Regions from separate parts of the Mus musculus genome. Here regions 2, 3, 4 and 5 are each linked to region 1. Evidence: chromatin contacts called from public Hi-C and promoter capture Hi-C data. All regions are on one chromosome and are shown on one strand. Each heading gives the region's core, a stretch centred on a gene start, on an enhancer-like site or on the middle of the called end of the contact. The rest is flanking DNA. Distances are from core to core; before and after follow the strand shown. Region 1 holds the start of Gcsam (germinal center associated, signaling and motility). Region 2 holds the start of Slc35a5 (solute carrier family 35, member A5). Region 3 holds the start of Plcxd2 (phosphatidylinositol-specific phospholipase C, X domain containing 2). Region 4 holds the start of Btla (B and T lymphocyte associated). Region 5 overlaps Btla (B and T lymphocyte associated).

What was found. Promoter capture Hi-C pulls out the DNA fragments that hold promoters and counts their contacts. Hi-C and Micro-C count contacts between places; a contact is called where the count stands out from the background.
Region 2: a promoter capture Hi-C map of liver shows a contact between it and region 1, with 2.9 times the contacts expected there. The contact joins the promoter of Slc35a5 here to the promoter of Gcsam in region 1. A contact is called at or near these places in 15 of 39 promoter capture datasets (3T3-L1-derived adipocytes, the C10 cell line, the HPC-7 cell line and 10 more), 1 of 15 datasets of contacts at CTCF or cohesin (the NIH/3T3 cell line), 2 of 484 Hi-C or Micro-C datasets (liver and uterus), 12 of 115 datasets of contacts at active chromatin or transcription factors (bone marrow-derived macrophages, embryonic basal ganglia, embryonic forebrain and 8 more) and 2 of 9 other capture datasets (adipose tissue and embryonic stem cells).
Region 3: a promoter capture Hi-C map of hippocampal neurons shows a contact between it and region 1, with 2.2 times the contacts expected there. The contact joins the promoter of Plcxd2 here to the promoter of Gcsam in region 1. A contact is called at or near these places in 3 of 39 promoter capture datasets (the 3T3-L1 cell line, embryonic stem cells and hippocampal neurons).
Region 4: a promoter capture Hi-C map of neural stem cells shows a contact between it and region 1. The contact joins the promoter of Btla here to the promoter of Gcsam in region 1. A contact is called at or near these places in 15 of 39 promoter capture datasets (the 3T3-L1 cell line, 3T3-L1-derived adipocytes, the C10 cell line and 9 more), 3 of 484 Hi-C or Micro-C datasets (bone marrow-derived macrophages, cerebral cortex and nephron progenitors), 1 of 115 datasets of contacts at active chromatin or transcription factors (thymic regulatory T cells) and 5 of 9 other capture datasets (adipose tissue, embryonic stem cells, liver and 2 more).
Region 5: a contact with region 1 is called in a Hi-C map of centroblasts, with 2.5 times the contacts expected there. The contact joins the enhancer-like site here to the promoter of Gcsam in region 1. A contact is called at or near these places in 7 of 39 promoter capture datasets (the C10 cell line, cranial neural crest, embryonic stem cells and 3 more), 2 of 15 datasets of contacts at CTCF or cohesin (the NIH/3T3 cell line and pro-B cells), 3 of 484 Hi-C or Micro-C datasets (centroblasts, embryonic fibroblasts and germinal center B cells), 1 of 115 datasets of contacts at active chromatin or transcription factors (stem cell-derived neural progenitor cells) and 5 of 9 other capture datasets (adipose tissue, embryonic stem cells, liver and 2 more).

Annotation. Positions count from the first base shown.
Region 1 is chr16:45,608,738-45,612,303 of GRCm38.p6, forward strand. It overlaps Gcsam (germinal center associated, signaling and motility), which reads left to right and starts at 1,703. Exons shown (of 5, transcript NM_008099.4): 1 at 1,703-1,823. The coding sequence starts at 1,795.
Region 2 is chr16:45,156,896-45,160,461 of GRCm38.p6, forward strand. Slc35a5 (solute carrier family 35, member A5) reads right to left here and starts at 1,778. Exons shown (of 7, transcript NM_028756.4): 1 at 1,487-1,778; 2 at 566-751. The coding sequence starts at 731. Atg3 (autophagy related 3) reads left to right here and starts at 1,934. Exons shown (of 12, transcript NM_026402.3): 1 at 1,934-2,276. The coding sequence starts at 2,205.
Region 3 is chr16:46,008,890-46,012,455 of GRCm38.p6, forward strand. Plcxd2 (phosphatidylinositol-specific phospholipase C, X domain containing 2) reads right to left here and starts at 1,524. Exons shown (of 4, transcript NM_001134480.1): 1 at 805-1,524. The coding sequence starts at 967.
Region 4 is chr16:45,222,747-45,226,312 of GRCm38.p6, forward strand. It overlaps Btla (B and T lymphocyte associated), which reads left to right and starts at 1,591. Exons shown (of 6, transcript NM_001037719.2): 1 at 1,591-1,715. The coding sequence starts at 1,607.
Region 5 is chr16:45,250,129-45,253,694 of GRCm38.p6, forward strand. It overlaps Btla (B and T lymphocyte associated), which reads left to right. Exons shown (of 6, transcript NM_001037719.2): 6 at 221-2,767. The coding sequence ends at 469. Among named protein-coding and RNA genes, the nearest start is that of Btla, 28 kb to the left of the region's middle. Within about 2 kb of position 1,898, at least 47 of the 459 cell types and tissues checked have an H3K27ac peak or open chromatin away from gene starts, as enhancers often do. A contact at or near this core is called in centroblasts, germinal center B cells and pro-B cells, where this site is marked.

The DNA of each region.
Region 1 (3,566 bases), core at 453-2,952:
CCAGTGTAAACATTTGGGGAGAATTAGGAGGTGTGGCCTTGTTAAAGTATGTGTGACCTTTTTTCAGTTGTGGGGGAGGGTGGTGGTGGTGGTGGTTAAAGCTTTCAAAAAAATCCCAAACAAGGCAAAGTCCTTGTTCTCTCTGCTGCCTGCAGATCAGGATGTGAAGTTCTCAGCGACTGCTCCTAGGCCACGCCTGTCTGCTTTCCACCAGAGTGAATCCCCTGAAACTGGAAGCAAGCCCACAATTACTTTCTTCCATACGGGGTGATTTGTTCATATTGTCTTTCACAGCAACAGAACAATAACTAAGACAGTCCCCATCCTGCTGTTTGCCTTAGATATGACTTCTGTATTGCTGAAAGTCAAATAAAGAAATATATCTCCTCTGTTCTGCTCACTGTTGAGCCCAAGGTCCTCGGCACACAGTAGGTTCTCAACACACACTTGTTGACGGGATGAACAAATGAGTAACCAAACAAGAAACAACCATCATTCAAACGATGATTGCAGTCCCAGGATTCATTTAAGCAGTATAACTTATATACAGTTTACACATCCTTAGTACCATAGTAAAGAAGGCACAGACACACAGCCACTACGGTGGAGACAAAGAACAAGATCCTTTCCTAATATCATTGCCACCTGTCTGTGCAGGGAGTGGGGTGCTCCTGGCAAGCAGTCCAGGAGATATTCAGGTTATTTCTGGGTCCTGGGAGTCTGGGCCTCTGAAATGCAAGGTATCTGCAGCAATATGGACTCAAATTCTGCCTTTAGAGGGCAGCCAAGAGCAATAGCAATAAGGCTCTGTGTTTAGGGAGTCTTTGATAGCCCTAACCAACAGCTCAAAAGATGATTTATAAAGGGTGGTGCTGCCGTTTCGGTTAGATGAATTTTGACTTTTGGAGGAGGCATTGTCAGACAAGATGGGGAATTTTTATTTAAACCAATATATTTATGCACGGACTTCCATAACTACAGGTATTTTTAGGTAGAGAGCTAGTAGTATGACTCCTTATGACTTTTTCAGCCATCCTTACTGTTATTTTACCTTCTTCCTTCTGGATTTATCATCCTTCACACACACACACACACACACACACACACACACACACACACACACAGTAATTAGAGTGCTCCTATTTTTCCCATTTCCCACATCAAACCATTTTACCCTATGATTCCCCTCTCTATGGCTCTGTGGCCACTTCACTCAGCAATGGTCCCTCTCAACTTGCCTTGTTTGTACAGTTACTCCAGTATATGTGCTCGTGAGTACATTTTGAAAGTTTATATATGCCCAGCTAGACTGTGGCTTGATTCTGTTTTCCCTTTTGGAGTTTTTTTTTTTTTTTGAGGGGGGGTATTTGATATTTCAGACTTTTTTGTTTTGTTTGCTTCTAAACAATGATCCTCTCCCATTTGACTTTCTTACTAAATACAGGTGTCTGCCATGGAAAATCTCCCATGGTTCCTCCGTTAGGAAAAGCCTGGGACTCCCTAGTGGCTAACCCTCTCCCTAACCAACCTTTTTTTCCTTTGGTTAATAGTCTGGTGCATCAAGGCCCTGGTCTTTCAAGACACACAAATGTGCCTCTCATCTCCCCCTCAGCCTCTTCCTCCACCATCCAGCAGGCACCTCCTCTTTCTGACTCTACACGGGTGACCAGAGCAGCTCTGAAGCTACTGTCAGTCGGAAACTGCCAGTTACAGAGCACAGTGCCAGACCAAGGTGCAAGCCGGCTGAGAAGGAAGTGGAGACTACCAGAGGGAAGGTGCTGAGGGGCCTGCCTCATGGGGAACTGTTTGCAGAGGACAACCAGGTGAGCTCACTCCCTCCTGCGAGCAGAGACCTGAGCCAGAGGTGAAAGAAAAAAAGAGGACAGCTTTTAGGGTGAATGGACTAGGGAAGGGGTGTGACAAGAATTCAGTCCCTCCTGAGCCATACACCATGTGACTATCCTTACAGGTTTTCACACACAGAGACAATGAGAACATAAGAACAGGTGAAATGAGAGAAAGAACTTATTAAAGGAGGACTCCTGTCCATCTAAGAAATGAAACAGCTGTCCTGGGGCTGGGGAAAGGCATCCTTTCTTGGGCCCTGGATGTTCCTGAATGAGTTATATGTGCCCACCCTTTCGGGGAGTCTTTATAAATTTAAAATAAACACCACATTTCCTGCCATGTTGAGACGGCAGTTAGTACACTTATAGGCGGGTTAAGGAAAAGGTCTTGTCACTAGGGAGAAGACTTGCCTTCATCTTCCTGGACTTTGGTCTCCTCATTTTAAATGGAAAAAAAATTTATAATCCTACCCGGAGGTTCCAAGTGTAGATGGTGGCACCATGGTCCCTGACAGAGAAGGTCTCAGTGATGGGGGACTCTTCTCAATTTTCAGAGCAAATTTTTCATTCAATCAAAGAGAACACATGTAAAAGAAAATATGATCACACAAAATAAGAGAATTTCTATGGTATAAAGTTAGGTGATCTATAGAGGTCTGGCAGGGGGTCTTCCTTGCTGCCTTGGTCTTATATAACATATAAAGGGGAACATAGAAAAATGACGTCTTACACAAATGCTACTTACCCAAAGGAGGCTTGGCAGTATTCACGTCTTTTCCAGAGAGCCAGTATTTGCCCTGGACTCTCCCAAGCCTCCTCCTGCTTCTAGTAGCCTTAGTAAGATTATGAATGGCTGCCCTTATAGCTCCCTGTGACATCCTGTAAAGCACAATTGCTTCTTAATTTCTGCTCACTGCTTTGTGAATGCCTGGTTCTTGCCTTTGTTTCTGGCACACAGCAGGTACTCAGTGCTAGACTGATGACTGGAAGCATTCCTGAGGAGAGAGAAAGCAAAATGAAGATATGGTATAGATGAAGAAGCAGTGATAGATGACATACCTGCACTTTCGTGTTTCAGAACTTTGCTGTGGGGTTAAGTGGTGTAGCACCAAAGTATATTTACTATGAGAAGGTGAAGTGTATAGAAATACAAGCAGAAGAAGATGAGATGAGCTGCTAACCACACTTAGAGTTACAGCTTTATACCCACAGTCTTTATTTTAGCTCCTATATCTGATAGTCACTTGTATTTCCTTTTCTACTAAGAGCCAGTATGCCTTCAATTAATTTTTCTTTGAGGTTTAGTGTATTACGTTTCTGAAGTTAAAAGCTATTTGTATTTTTAATGGTTTCTTTTCATAAATATTGCAGAAATTAATATTGTTTTCTAGTCTGTGGTTTGATTTTTATTATCTGTGTTCATTACATTTTAAAGATGATCCAATTCTTTCAGGAAATCCCTTAGGTTTCTTTCCCTGTGCTCATTCCTGGTAGTCCTTCCTTACCAATTCACACACTCATTGTTTTAGTGTGTGATTTATTAATTTACATTTAGTCTTATACATCAATGCATGGTTCAGATATTATTTTGTATCCCTAAATAATTGCCCAGTTATTCCAGCATCCCTCTTCCTATGCTGGCACCTGTTGTCCATCTTTCTTCTTTTATCCCCGTGGGCACATTCCTTTCTATGTCTCTGTAGATCAGAGGACAGAAAA
Region 2 (3,566 bases), core at 528-3,027, 450 kb before region 1:
TCTTCTTGCTTGATGCCTGTGGGTGCCATGTGAATAACTGCTACGAGAGCTTCCGCTACCATGACCTCTTTGCTTGGTGAACCCTACGCTCAGATAGTGAGCACAAAGAAACCCTTTCCTTAACCTGCTTTGGGCAAGTATTTTGTCAGAGCAATGAGGAAAGAAACTAATATGCTATTAAAACAGAGCCTAGGGCATGATATTAACTGAAGTCGAGACTTACATTCACAAGTAGGAGCCCAACTAGATAACTAAACAAATATATTGTATTTCCAAATAAGCTATAGTTGTATGTTTTACTAGAAATCCAGAAACACTTGTTGGGCATCTGGGTATAATCAGATGTTAGATACACTGTGCTTTACCTTGCACTTAAATGATCCAAATTTCATCCAGGGTTAAAAAAATGTTGCCAAGGAACACACAAGGTTAAAGTTTAAATTTTCAATACACTTTATCATGGACACAAAGCATAGTACTTTAAAAGGCATCACGTATAATTTATTCATAAGAACACCAGGCAAATGATTAAAAGCACCCCATACACATTTCCATTTTAACTCACCTTCATTGGCAGAGTATTTTACCAGTAAGATTCGACTTGAACTTAGAGTAATGAATATAATGCCTAGCAGGAATGTGTACAGCGTTGGTGGGCCTAACCCAGGGCGCCTGGAGCATTTTCTTTCCATTCCACGGGTTTTTAATTGCCTTAAGAAGATCACTTTCATGAGCAGCCCCGTCGGCAGACCTAAGGATTAAACACAATGCAAAGACTGAAGACTGTGAAGAATAGAAAAGGAAACCTGTAGAAGTCTGGCCACAACTACAGCAGACGGAAGACAGCCGAGGACAACAGAGAGGACTTAAAGGAAACAAACCATACTGCCAACATCTGATAGGAGAGGCAAGTCTCAAGACAGAGAGGGGATGGCCAGATTGGAAATAAGTTAGGAAATGTGTAACTGACAGTTTGGGACTGCAGAAAAGCAGTTTATTCGTATTAACTTTGGTCCACAAGGAATGAATTTTGGAATGGCCTTTCCTTTCAGAGCAGAAAAAGAGCTCACTGGGAACGATTCTTTTACAGAAGCGACCTCAGTGCAAATAGTTGAATCACAGCTAATGACTCTTAAGTGAACCAGGATGGGACCAGAAGGCTCATCTTGGGTCAGTGAGCCTAACTGGTCGGTCTTTCACGACAGATGGTCACGAAACTCCAGGCAGGGTAAATACTTGCCCAACGCGCACAGGTAGGATGGGAACATAGAGCCGTCAAGGGCCGCAGACACAGGCCCAAATCAGAGAGCAGGTGGGCACAAGCCAATGGACAGAAGGCCAATGGGTCAGCACTCCTCCCACCTCCACCAGGTTTCCCTCACTGTCAGGGAAACCCTCCCACACATGCGCAATAGGAATCGCGGGCGGCTCCCAAGCCCCTTAACACGCTCGAGCCACAACACTCAGCCCGCGAGGGCGCGGTTACCTCAGTCGCTCAGGGAAGGTTCTAGTGCAAGAACGGACATCATAGAGCCGACATAGTGACTGCCTAAGTTCGTAGTAGCAGCAGTAGGTTTTGAAGGCCCATTGGTGGGGAAACTATGAGCCGGGAGCAAAGGCGACAAAAAACAAAAAACAAAAACAAAAACAAACAAAAAACAATAAAAATCAACCCTTCTCACGCTGCCTTCCAGGGCTGGAATACAAAGCTAAGAGCCGCCCGCTAGGGAAGAGCAGCCTGAGCGGCCATTGCGCAGGCGCGCTCATTCCAGCGCTTCCGGGGGGCGGGCCGGAGGGAGCAGAGGCCGGCCGGTCCCGCCCCCGCGGGCCTCCTTTTGTCACGTGTCCTGGGAGAGTCGAGTCACGTGAGGCCTTAGGTGGCGGCGGGGCTGTTGGGAGAGTGTGAGAAGAGGAAGGGGAAGCCGGAAGGGGTGTTCAGTGGAGCTCCGGGGAAGAGAGACAGCTTGGAGAAGGCCGGGGGCTGCGCGCGCACCCGCCTCTCGCTCAGCCGGCTTGGGCCCTCTGCGGTGGCGGCCAGGTGACAGCTGGGCCGGGCCTCCGCGTGTCGCCGCCCCTCCCCCCCGGCCGGGCCGGTGCCGCTGCGAGGTTCGATGCCAGTCGGGCACGTCCGGGGCAGTTTTTGACTCCCCTGTGGCCCGGATTGCGACAGTCCCTCCGTGCCCTATCGCTGCTCCAGCCCCAGGATGCAGAATGTGATCAACACGGTGAAGGGAAAGGCTCTGGAAGTGGCCGAGTACCTGACCCCGGTCCTCAAGGTAAGCGGGGAGGGTCTGGCTTGCTCTGCCCTGGTTGCCCAAGTCCCGGTCCCCAGCGTGGACGGGGTGTAGAAGGTGGAGGGGCGAGTCGCGCGGCCGGGTGCTGCCTCTTGCCTTGGGCTCCTGGGCCAGTCCCAAGGCTTGCTGGCTTCCCCGCTTCCACTAGAGTGAAACTGGGTGCCTGCTGTCTCCACTGATCAGTGCCGCCTTGGAGTGCACGGCTAGGTGGTGCGGAGCAGAGGTACGAACGTTCTGACATCCATAGTCTTTTAAATAGGTAGACTGGGTTAACCTTTGAAAAGATGACAGCTTGGTGGCTAAACAGCATGCCACGTTTCCTTCCAAGTTTCATAGGAAGTTTTGCTTTTCGGGTGATCTAATTCCCAACTTGCTTAGGTTTCAGAGGAACATAGTAAACTGTGACATGTTAGTAACTCTGAGCCGAACTAGAGCGAAACTTGACGTTTCTCAAGCCTTTAAGGTAGCCGTAAGTGATTATTAATCTTGGACTTGAGTGATCCTACAGCAACAGTTCAGCACAGCCGATTGTATATTGTATAGATTGGAAACACTATTGACATTTTTAGGTGAAAGTTGTGATAGGTTAGCTGTTAGCACAGATTGGATTACTTGCTTTCAAAAGTAAAATTTCAGGGCTTCATTCAGAGCTTTCTTACACCTTCTAGGCTACATACGGTAACTTGATTTTGCTTTGTAAAAAGCAAGCAGTAAAAGAGAAACAGATAATTTTGCGTAGTTTTTGTTCTGTACTTAGCTTTCAGTTAGAATTTTACCAATCTTAGTGCAGGGGTGAAATCTGCTGATGGGCAGAGTAGGCTGTTCGATCTTTCCTTGGCAAGGGGGGAATGCTTTCCAATAATTATTACCAAAATACTTTTGGGCCAGGCGTTGGGGTTGCACACCTTTAATCCCAGCACTTGAGAGGTAGAGGCAGGCGGATTTCTGAGTTCAAGGCCAGCCTGGTCTACAGAGTGAGTTCCAGGACAGCCAGTGCTACACAGAGAAACCCTGTCTCGAAAAATACCAAAAAATAAAGTAAAATAAAATAAAATACTTTTGAAAAAAATACATTTTTGGATCAAGTTTGAAGAATCTGGAACAATTGCGAATGTTTCTTTTATATGTATACAGTGACAGTCATTTTAGTTAAGATTTACTCTTTTACTTAAGAATTGGAAAATAATTTCTACATTGACATCAAATGCTTCTTTTGTATGTTATACTTCCAGAATATTGTATCTGTGTAGATTCACAGTGTTTTAATAATGT
Region 3 (3,566 bases), core at 274-2,773, 400 kb after region 1:
TCAGTGTGGTCTAAACATCCTGCCCAAGATAACTATGTTTTAGCAAGCCTTTCAGTGGAAAGATCAACCAATTGCCCGAGAGCACTGTCAAGCTTTGAAGCCTCTGGCAGAGGAATGCAGCAAGAACAGAGGTGCTTCTCAAGGCTCCAGTTCTACATCAGCTAGGCAGACACCTGTGTATATATAGACAAAGCTTCAAACACCGTCACTTCATCACACCTAATGACTGCCTGTGAGGACAGACTGCATCCTCTATTTCTGGCATTTCCAACAACAAAACTATGTGCCTTGATGCCCAGCCTAGAATCTGAACCTATTTTCTAACACTTATCTGATTTTTGTTTTCAAGAAAGGTCAGATAAATGAGAAAAATATTCTTTTCAGCTTCAATGTTGACCCAGAGCTAAGATTGTTAAGGACTTTCTACCCATTATTCTTGATCTCTCCCCCTTTCCCTTAAATGATTCAAGTCAGCGAGCCTTTCACATACCCAGGCCTCTGCATCAAGATGGTTAACATTCTTAGACTGAGGCCGTATGGTGTAAACAAAATAAAAACAACAAAACAACAGCGCAGTGATTCCATTCTCTCAACTGTCCCTTTTGCCAGTGATGCAGTCGGCTTGACTGACTCTCTTTACAGCAGCTACCTTCCTGTTAAGTTTTTTTTTTTTTTTTTTAATTTGGAAATAAAAAGAGATCACTGACAATTGTTTTTCAACACAACAGAAAACAACCAACCCACTAGCAAACACTAAAATGGCAGCATTAAACACAGTGCGAACAAGTAGTTATAGACGAATACCTGGGATTGCCAGATTGGAAAGGGGGACGTTGTGGAGGTGAGCGGGGAGCGAGGCCATCCAGTCGGCATTGCAGACCTCCGAGGCTGTCTTTGTCCCGCTGGGATTGGGAGAGCAGATGGTACCCATCCTGAGTTTCCTTCTGGCCTTTCTAAATGCAAGCATCCCTGTCGTCCACGATTTAGACAGGCTCAGTCTAGTGCCACTCACTCTGTGGTCATCACCGCTCGGGGCTCTCTAAACATTTCAGAGCACATGGGTCACGCCAGTCTTTTCAAGATCCTTTTCTAGCTGGGAGATGGGTCAAATAGGTGCTCCCCTGCCTGCTGCTCCCGCAGTCCCCACCCTCTTCGCCTTGCCACTGAGATCCACTCCTTTAATCTCCTCAGTCCCTGGTCAGTTAAACTTCTTAGTTCCCCTCTGGAGACGGGGGAGGCAGGCCCGAAGATACAAACCTTCCTGAAACCCACAACATCCAGGAACAGCCACACCCGGAGCTACTCACACGACAGGTGCCCACAGGGCATAGAGACGTGCCAGCGGGCTGCACACACGTGCGCACCCGGGTTGCACCATCTCTTGTTCATGGGTGCTTCCGTGGGTTTCCCCGGGCTGGTACACAGGCTGGGCCTGCCTGCACCCCCGCCCCCTGGCTTCTCTGCCCACTGCCCTGTGCTTTTCTGAAGGGCTCTCAGAAGAGTAACCGGCAGCCCCGGGACTCTGGCGGCCCCGCCCCGCACTGCCGGGCAGATTTGCCAGACTAGGCGAGCTGTGATTGGTCGTTGGCGGGATTCTCTCTGATTGGACAACGCTCTGAGGGCCCGCCCCTACATCGCGCTCCCACGCCTCCCCTGCTTCTTAGCTCCTCCCCTCTCCACTCCAGCGGGGTAGCGAGTGGACAGGTCGGGCTGCGGCCTGCTGCTCCGGAAGGGGAGATGTGCACCGTGGCCGGCTGTCCTCAGATTGATCTTTTTCTTGTAGATCTCTGACGCGACCTCAAAGGTTTCTCCTCTCTCCCTCGGCCTTACTCTCACTGCGGTGAAAATTACCCAGAAACGCGCTACTTTTTTTTTTTTTTTTTTTCAAACCACCGTAGCAGCAGAAACAGGAGAGCTAGAGAGGCCAGAGAAAGGTGCTGCTGCGGCTCCTATTTAGATGGCAGCATCAAAGCAGGTTTGTGTTTGAAACAATGCAAACTGACAGTTCTCCTGCACAGTCCGCTGAAACTGGCCAGTGCCATTATTTCCGTTTCACAGAGGAGGAGATAATGGTGCTTTGGGTTCCTGTTGCTGTTGTTTGAAACCTTTTGAATTATTTGTCTCACCTGCTCCTCACAGCATTACCACAAGACTCAGAGTTGCTGATACACTTCCTCGAATGGATGAAACAGCCTGAGGCAGGTCACGTGGTGGCAGTCTGTGCAAAGTTCATTTTGAAATGAGGTTCCCTAACTCGGTCTGTAGAACACAGACCCACTTCTCTGCTTCCTGAACTGTTCCCACTTCAAATAGTATTCAAATGTAGTACAGAGTTTTATAATCCGATATTGTTAGTTAAAATTTGTAGTTAGATTTATATATTTCTTGTATGCGTTTTTCTGTGAGAACATGCATGTGTGCAGTTCAGAGGACAGATTACTCCAGTTCTCTCCTTCCTTGAGACCGTCCCCGGGGCTCAGATCGTCAAGTTTGGCAGTAAGCACCTTTACTCACTGAGCCACCTCCAAGATCTGACCTGCATACTTTGCAAAAAATAAAAATAAAATAAAATAAATAATAAAAAAATACTATTTTGGCAAACAGATAATTTTATTTAAAAAATTTTAAATTAAGGTAGCCTTTTATAGCAAGAAGGACCCTAGAGACTCAGGAGGGCCTTAGGGGAAAAGAGAACAGTGGCCAGAACTCTTAAAACTCCTGGAGTTTATGTATAAAACCCTAGGGCAGCTGTCGTTTAATCACCAGATGACCTCCATTTTACCCCTGTATCCCAGGCTACCTGTCTTAGTTAGGGTTTCCGTTGCTGTAAAAAGACACCAAGTCCAAGGCAACTCTCATAAAAGACATTTAACTGGGGTTGGATTACTGGTTCTGAGGTTCAGTCCATTATCCTCATAGCAGGAAGCATGGCAGGCCCTGGAAGAGCTGAGGGTTCTACATGTTGTTCCAAAGGCAAAACACAGGTGAAGACTGGCAAACCCCACCCCCATAGTGACACACTTCCTCTATCAAGGTCACTCCTACTCCAACAAGGCCACACCTCCTAATAGTGTCATTCCCTGGGCCAACCATATTCAAAAGACCACATTCTACTTTCTGGCTCCCATAGGCTTGTTAAAACACATGAGTCTATGGGGGCTACAGCTGGCCAGAGTATAATGAAAAATACATTGAGTTCAACTTCAAAAGTCCCCATAATCTACAGCAGTCTCAACAATGTTAAAAGTCCCAAGCTCAAAGACTCTTCTGTGATTCATCCAATCATTTAACTGTAATTTCCTACAAAATCAAAGTCAAAAGGCAGATCACATGCTTTCAACATCACGGGATGTATATTACCATCCCAAAACATTACAATGAGTGAATACTGGACCAAAGCAAGACCAAAAACCAGAGCTGTGTGTTTTCAGAAAACACTTCCTAGAAGATTTCACCTCAGTGATGCTGGTCAAGTTCTCCGTAAAAAGCCTTTGTTTCCCCTTTCTAGACTGTGGTTTCATTCCAGATTAAAAGTCCAAAGGAAAAAAATAACAAAGTAATAAAAA
Region 4 (3,566 bases), core at 341-2,840, 390 kb before region 1:
AGTGAGAGACTCTGTCCTAAAAAAAAAAAAATAAAAGTAAGGGGCAGAATCATTGAGAAAGATGTCTGACCCCTGCATATATCCAGCAGAAAGCACACAGCATGTTCATACACCTACATAAACATTTACATACACCCACACACACCGAAAGAAGGAAGAAGAGGAGGAGGAAGAGGAGGGGGAGGGGGAGGAGGAGAGAGAACAAGAACCACTAGAGAACTATGATGGTCTGGAGTTGACAGAGTTTATTTGTGGTTTGGATGATATCTCGAGCTTTAGGATGGGTGGTGATTCAAGGCTTTTCTTCGAAACCTCTTAGGCTATTTTAGAGGTACATTGAGCCTTGTTTCTACTGCCAACAGGAGTTTTGCACCCCATTCTGAGCAAGGAAGGGGGATGAGTTGTATAAAATGAACCATAAGCAGGGTGCTTCCTTGGTCAACAGTGCAGATTCTAGGAGCTCTGCAGACTACCTGTATCATCTGGCGTACCAGGGGTGCGTGAGCATCAGCATGGATTGGCTGAGTTCCTTAAATTCTGGAGCGGCGTTCACTCATGTTGGTATTCCAGCCACTGTGGCTTATCTGGACAAATATGCAATAGGTACCCTAAATGGAGTTTGGCCTTGGAAGGGTACCATTAGCCTCTGAGGGAAAGATTTCTCAATTTCATTCAATGAGTTAAACTGCACAGGTGCCACCTCTCCATTTGGAATTACCAAATTCCTGTTGTTATAAGCTAGTGATTGAACGTGGGCTGCGTGCCCACAGCCCCTCAGCAACCCTGAGCTATCCAATTTTGAACTTTTTCCATTTCTTACTTTACTGCTTCATCTCGACAACAACCACATAAAGCATGCGGAAAATGAAAGTTTCCTCTAATTGGCACTCAAGTGCTCATTTTGCTTAGAACTTTAATATTTAGGAAGATCGTGTAGCTAGTACTAACGGCAAGCATGTATTCCGTTGATAGGCATCTACAGACTGAAGAAGGAGGCCCTTCCCTCTTCTGTTGATGAAATGCACCCTGTCAGTCATTTTCTCCATAACGTCAGATAAGTCTTCATTGGTTTCATGACAAGGAACATTCTCATCTTACTGTGCCTTTATGGGAGCATGGGGGGAGGGTTGTAAGATACATTACACTGATGAAGTATCATAATCACAAACTATAAAAAGGGGAAATATATGCTTACCATAGGTACTTTTTGTATGAATTTCCTGACCCTGATTTGATCAGAATCTAAACCTAAAGACTGTAACAATTTAGATCTTTTTTTTTTTAAGTTTAATTGTTCACTTTGAGAAAAACCTCAAGGTTATGCAAGAATGGTGGCAGAGCGGAAGCAAGGAGCCAGCTGCTTTGCACATCAGAGGGCTTGAAAGAGAACAGCAGGTCGGATCAGAAACAAAACCACAGCAGGGCCTCTTGCTCTCACAAATCCTTCGGACTACTCACACTGTCCTCTCCCACCAGGTCTCCTGATTTGATTTAAATTAATTAATTTATTTTGGCCTAAGATGCTGCTAGTGTGAATAACGTGACCCAGCTCTGAAGATCTCTAGGGAGGAAGAGGAAGTTTGCCCTTACCTGACACGTGCTGGGAATGAAGACAGTGCCTGCCATGCTTGGGACTCCTCGGTTATTTAGGGAATTCTTCATCCTCCATCTGGGCCTCTGGAGCATCCTTTGTGAGAAAGCTACTAAGAGGAATGGTAAGGGACCTACTAAGAAAGCTGGTTTTCTTCCTCGGGGTTCCTGTCAGTGATAGTTGAGCTTGCTCTGTGGAGAGGGATGTTCATGTCCAGGGCATATATAGCTCAGAGTGATGAGTCCCTTTTGCTTCTTGAAAACGCTCCAGGATGTGAGTGAAGTTAGGACATGCTACTCACCTGGCTACAGAGCAAAAACTGATCCATAGCTGGAGCTAAGTTTCCTAAAACCAGGTCCTGATGGTAAGTGAAGAGATTTGAGCAGATGTTATAAATGTGTCAGTACAGATTTGTCACTATTACAAAACTCTCTGTGGCTGCCATGCTAACAGAAAAGACTTGTTACGTTCATGTCTTGGTATCAGATGTCAGCAGGATGTTGTAGTGCTTACTGGGGTGGGAAAGCTTTTGGATACTTGTGGTTATAGCTGTGGCCATGGTTACACTCAAATAATGTTCAATCTAAATAGACTGCCTCCTTCTTTCTGTGGGGTATACTATGAGAATACTGTGGGGTGTACTATGAGAGTACTAAGCAGGCTTCTCGATGTGAGGCTGAAGAGTAAATCATGAGTGTCGCTTTAGTTTGTCTGGACAGGATGATTTGTGAATGGTCGCCAACTGAAAATAGGAAACAATTCTCCATAGTTTATGAAGACAAGGTCTGTAATGCTTGGGATCCTTGGGTTATTTATCTTCCACCATCACACGTGTAGCAACTGGGCACATTCGTGTTGGATTGAAAAATAGAACCACTGAGGTCCTGTGGAATGTCATCTTGAAATCTGGAACTGTGAGGTTTAGGATTCAATGATCTGATGTCACAAGACCACCTAGCCAAGAGCAGAGTAGAACTTCTTCTTAGTCATTCAAGCCCTTGTTTATTATTACCCACCTCTGAAAGACAAGAGGAGTCAAATATTAATTCTATTTAATTCTAAGGGACCTCTTGCAGACTGGACTCTGTGAAACAAAGGAAATATTTTTAATTTTATAGCACAATTGGGGTTGTAATTCGCATTATATTCTTCTACCCAGTATGTTATAATCTGGTATTTATTACGCACAGAAACTTGGTTATCAGGTGGGAGTATTTATTCCCTCTGCTACTTACATTATGAACTCAGTTAAGTTTCTTCTCCTTTCTTAGTTTTCCTTTCTTCATTAAAAAATATATAATTATACCTAGCAGTTGGCCTTTTCTTATACCTATAGTGCCTAGCTATGGTAAGTAGATGCAATTAAAGCTTGATAAATGTTAATGGTGACCTTTGCCAATAGTTTTTTCCTTCAGTACCTTTGATAAAATCCAATTAAATGAGAACTTAGGTTTAACATTAAAACCTTAAGTAGATCTAGTTTTAAAAATCGCCAAATGCTATAGATATTTAGTTATGAAGTAAGATTATAATGCAGGCATACATTGTAGAATGTTTAAATCAATTGAGCTAACTTGCCTATGACCTTACATACTTATCATTTTAAATTTACCAGATCTTAATTTTAAAATAATTAGCTGTAGTCACTGTGTTTTGACTAGAACATTTTACTTATGTCTAGCTCTGACTTCATGCTTTGTTATTAATGTCTCACTAATACTTGCTTCAAATAATTAATATTTTGTTTGAAATTTTTATCCCCAAACATAATAAATCAATATATAGAGAAAATGAAATGGAAAGATTTAGATAAGCACAGGCCAGGTGCCTTATTCAGCAGTTTTTATGGTGGATTACAATGTTGCTCATATTAAATTACTAACATAGACTGGGTGTTGATAGGATGGCTCAGTGGGTAGAGGTGCTTGCTGCCAAATCTGATAAATTGTGTTCAATCCCTAGGACCCACATGGTA
Region 5 (3,566 bases), core at 648-3,147, 360 kb before region 1:
CTCATGTGGACCTGGACATAACATTAAAAAAATAAAAACAAACAAGCAAACCAAATCCAACACTTTCACCCTTTGATAGTACAAAGTTTAATGAGAATGTAGATATAAAGTGGTTTATAGGAGGGACAAAATGCTTGACATAATGTAGCCTTTCCCTCATAGTCCAATAATGATTATGTTTTGTCGCATCCTTATGTGGTATATCTCTTTTCTTTTATAGGTTGATATTCCAGCCAGTTCCAGGACAAATCACCAAGCACTGCCATCAGGAACTGGAATTTATGATAATGATCCCTGGTCTAGCATGCAGGATGAATCTGAATTGACAATTAGCTTGCAATCAGAGAGAAACAACCAGGGCATTGTTTATGCTTCTTTGAACCATTGTGTTATTGGAAGGAATCCAAGACAGGAAAACAACATGCAGGAGGCACCCACAGAATATGCATCCATTTGTGTGAGAAGTTAAACCTGCCACTGAGCCAGGCAGCCTACACTGCATGAGTGCCTGTCAATACCTCTGTCTGGACCTTCAGTTTCAAATAACCTTCAACCTGGAAAGTTTCAATTAAGATGCTCTGTGCTGGTGCTGCGTCTTAAAGGTCCATGAAGTATTTAGTTAAAATTTCTCCTGAAAACTTTGGGAGAGTTTTGTACAAGACAGACTCTTCCCTGGGAAAACTCATATTACGAATAGCAGAATAATAGGGCTTTTAAAATTGACCATGTCGCACCATGTCGTACCCAATGTGTGAATTCAATATTTTCTTTGGAACTACCAAACAGACTTACAGGGGAGAAAGAAGCGTGTTATTTGGATCTGCTCACTACACATTCTAGAAAAAGAATGGCCCAGTTTGACTAACTAGTCATAAATATAGTAATGATTGTATGCTCTCAGTCAGTCATGATAAGACAATTACCCATGTCAATCTATATAGATAATGCTTTATTATTTTTTTTAATGTGAAAGAAAAATTATCTTGGACTCAATTCAGAAAAAGATTAGAAAGGGTAATTGGTATAATACAGATATAGCATATGCCAGATAGATGTGGTGCCAACGATCCTTATCCCCACCAGTGAGATGCTCACCTTCAGCTGGCTTGATTGAGAAAGTAAGGTAGGTAGTAAAGGGCTCATCCACATATAGTGAGTGGATTTGCAATCAGCGTGGTAGTGTTTGGATCAAGATTAACGCACATGAATGTGATTCAATGCTGCTGGATTAATATACATATGGTACGTATGGGCCTATGAACAAGTGTCCATGGGAATGGATATATTATCAATCTAGAGCGAACTTTTAGCCCACCTTTTGCTTTACGTGAGAGCAAGCTCAAAGGGCAATTTATGAAAGGAGAATCTTGAATATTGAGTTGATCCGTAGGGACTGGCATGCATTCATTAATGCCTGTTTCTTGATTCTGAGGAAGTGAATCAGAAAAAATCATATGTAATGAAGTAGGGCCTATGGAGATCACTCAGGTTTAAATTCTGACATTGCAGCTGTTCAAGAAGATGATTATCAGGTGTTCTGAATTTCCGGATTGAGTCTAATTACTTAAAAATAGCTCATAATTTTATTCATCAGCTTGAGGCTTGAGTTCTCAGACCCTAAAACTGAATAATGGCATAGTCTTAGTATACAGCAGATTGGGCCTGAGTTAGAAGCCACTGGAGCAAACACATAAACTGTCTATGTAATTGCATGCATATATGTGGGTGTGCCTGTGCATGTGTGTGCTAGCATGCAAATGCAAGATGTGACGCCTGGAAATAAGACAAGAGAAACCAGTCCTTTTGCTGTGCTTTTTTTAGTTTGCTTAGAAGGTGCAAAGTACTAGAGAAAATGAGTCATTTATAGAAAATAACACGTAGACTGGTGAGAATGGAAGGGAGTTGAGAATGTATCCATAAACAGTGAATAAAGAGGCCTTACTACACAGCTTTTCTCACCTACTGCTCACCTCGGGTTCCAGTTCCCTGAATCTAGAACAACAAACAATGTTTTCAGACATGTTACAACCACTTCTAGTTAAGCTTGTTCAGGCAGGTGCATTTGTGGGAATTTATGCAAAAAAGACCTTAGAATAGCTGCTCATCTTCAAAATAGAAACAGGAAGGATGGGAGGGGGATGAGTACTGCACTCTGTCTCTCTTATCAGATCAACAGGCAACTTAAGCAAATCTTTCAGAATTGTCTCCGGCTTTAAAAGGAAAATACTTCGCTCTACTCTGTTTAAAACAATCTTTTAAAAACGTTGTGTGTACATGTATATTTGGGTATGCATGTATGTGTGTATATGGTGTATGTGCGTGGTGTACACACATGTGTATGCAGGAGCCAGAAGAGAAAGTCAGGCACCCTTTTCTATTGCACTCCACTTTATTCTGTTAAGGGAAGGTCTCTCATTGAACCTGGAGCTCTGCTAGCAAGCAGCAAGCCAGCGATGGATCCTCCCATCCCTGACCCCCACATTGCTAGACTATATTTGCTCATGCCCAGCTTTTTACAAGGATGTGGAGAACTGAAATTCAGGTCCTCATGATTGCATAACAAGCACTCTCACTTACTAAGCATGTTCTAATATGTTTTACAATGAAAGACGCTGCTCAAGATTTCACCTCAATGAATGATCAATTCTGTTTGTACCTTGTTTGCCAATCACATAGCATTTATGCTCTTATTCCTACTTAGTAAATATGTATGTTGTAGCTCCTCAAATAAATTTGTTCCAGCATTATTTTCATGGTTACCTAACTCACAAGTGGGAGATGATTTCATGATTTCCTTGAACTTTAAGATTGTCACTTGTACCCAGTAAGACAGTAAAATTATTAACATTTACCTGAAAATTGACAAATGACTCCTTCACCCTTTCCCCCAGCAATCAACTGCCAATAGCTCTCCAGGCCAGAGCAGCCATCTTATGTCCCTTCTCCATCCACAAGGGACATTGATGGCACCAATCTGGTATAGGTCTTGTACAAATAACCCCAGCTGCTGTGAGTTTAAGAGGACAACACTCCCGTCACGTCCAGCAGCTAGTATTTTACTATACTCTTTCCTGTGACTCAGGTCTCAGGTTCTTTCCCTGTCCTGCTTCACTCATCTTCCTCGAGCATTGGAAGGGAGTGGGTAGAGATGCCACAGGTATAGCTAAACCCTCAACGACCACTTGTTCTTCACCCTTGTTCTTCAAGCAACAGTTACTTGCTATAACTCTCTGCATTGGCCACACCTACCACAGTGAGAAGTTTCTCTGACCATGGCTGAGAACAGTCCAGGTCTATGGTTTAGATGTAAGTATTCCAGAGCCTGCATGACCAGGTGAAAATTTACTGAGCATTTTATTTCTAATTTTTCTTTTATTTAAAATATATTTAATACAACATATTCTGATTACAGTTTTTCCTTCTTCAACTTCTCCCACCTCCCCTCTCATCTAGATCCACACCCTTTCTGTCTCTGCTTAGAAAACAAATAGGTATCTAAAAAATCATAATAAAATAAGACAAAAACGAATCAGAATAGGACAAAACAAACAGAAGAAAAAAAACAA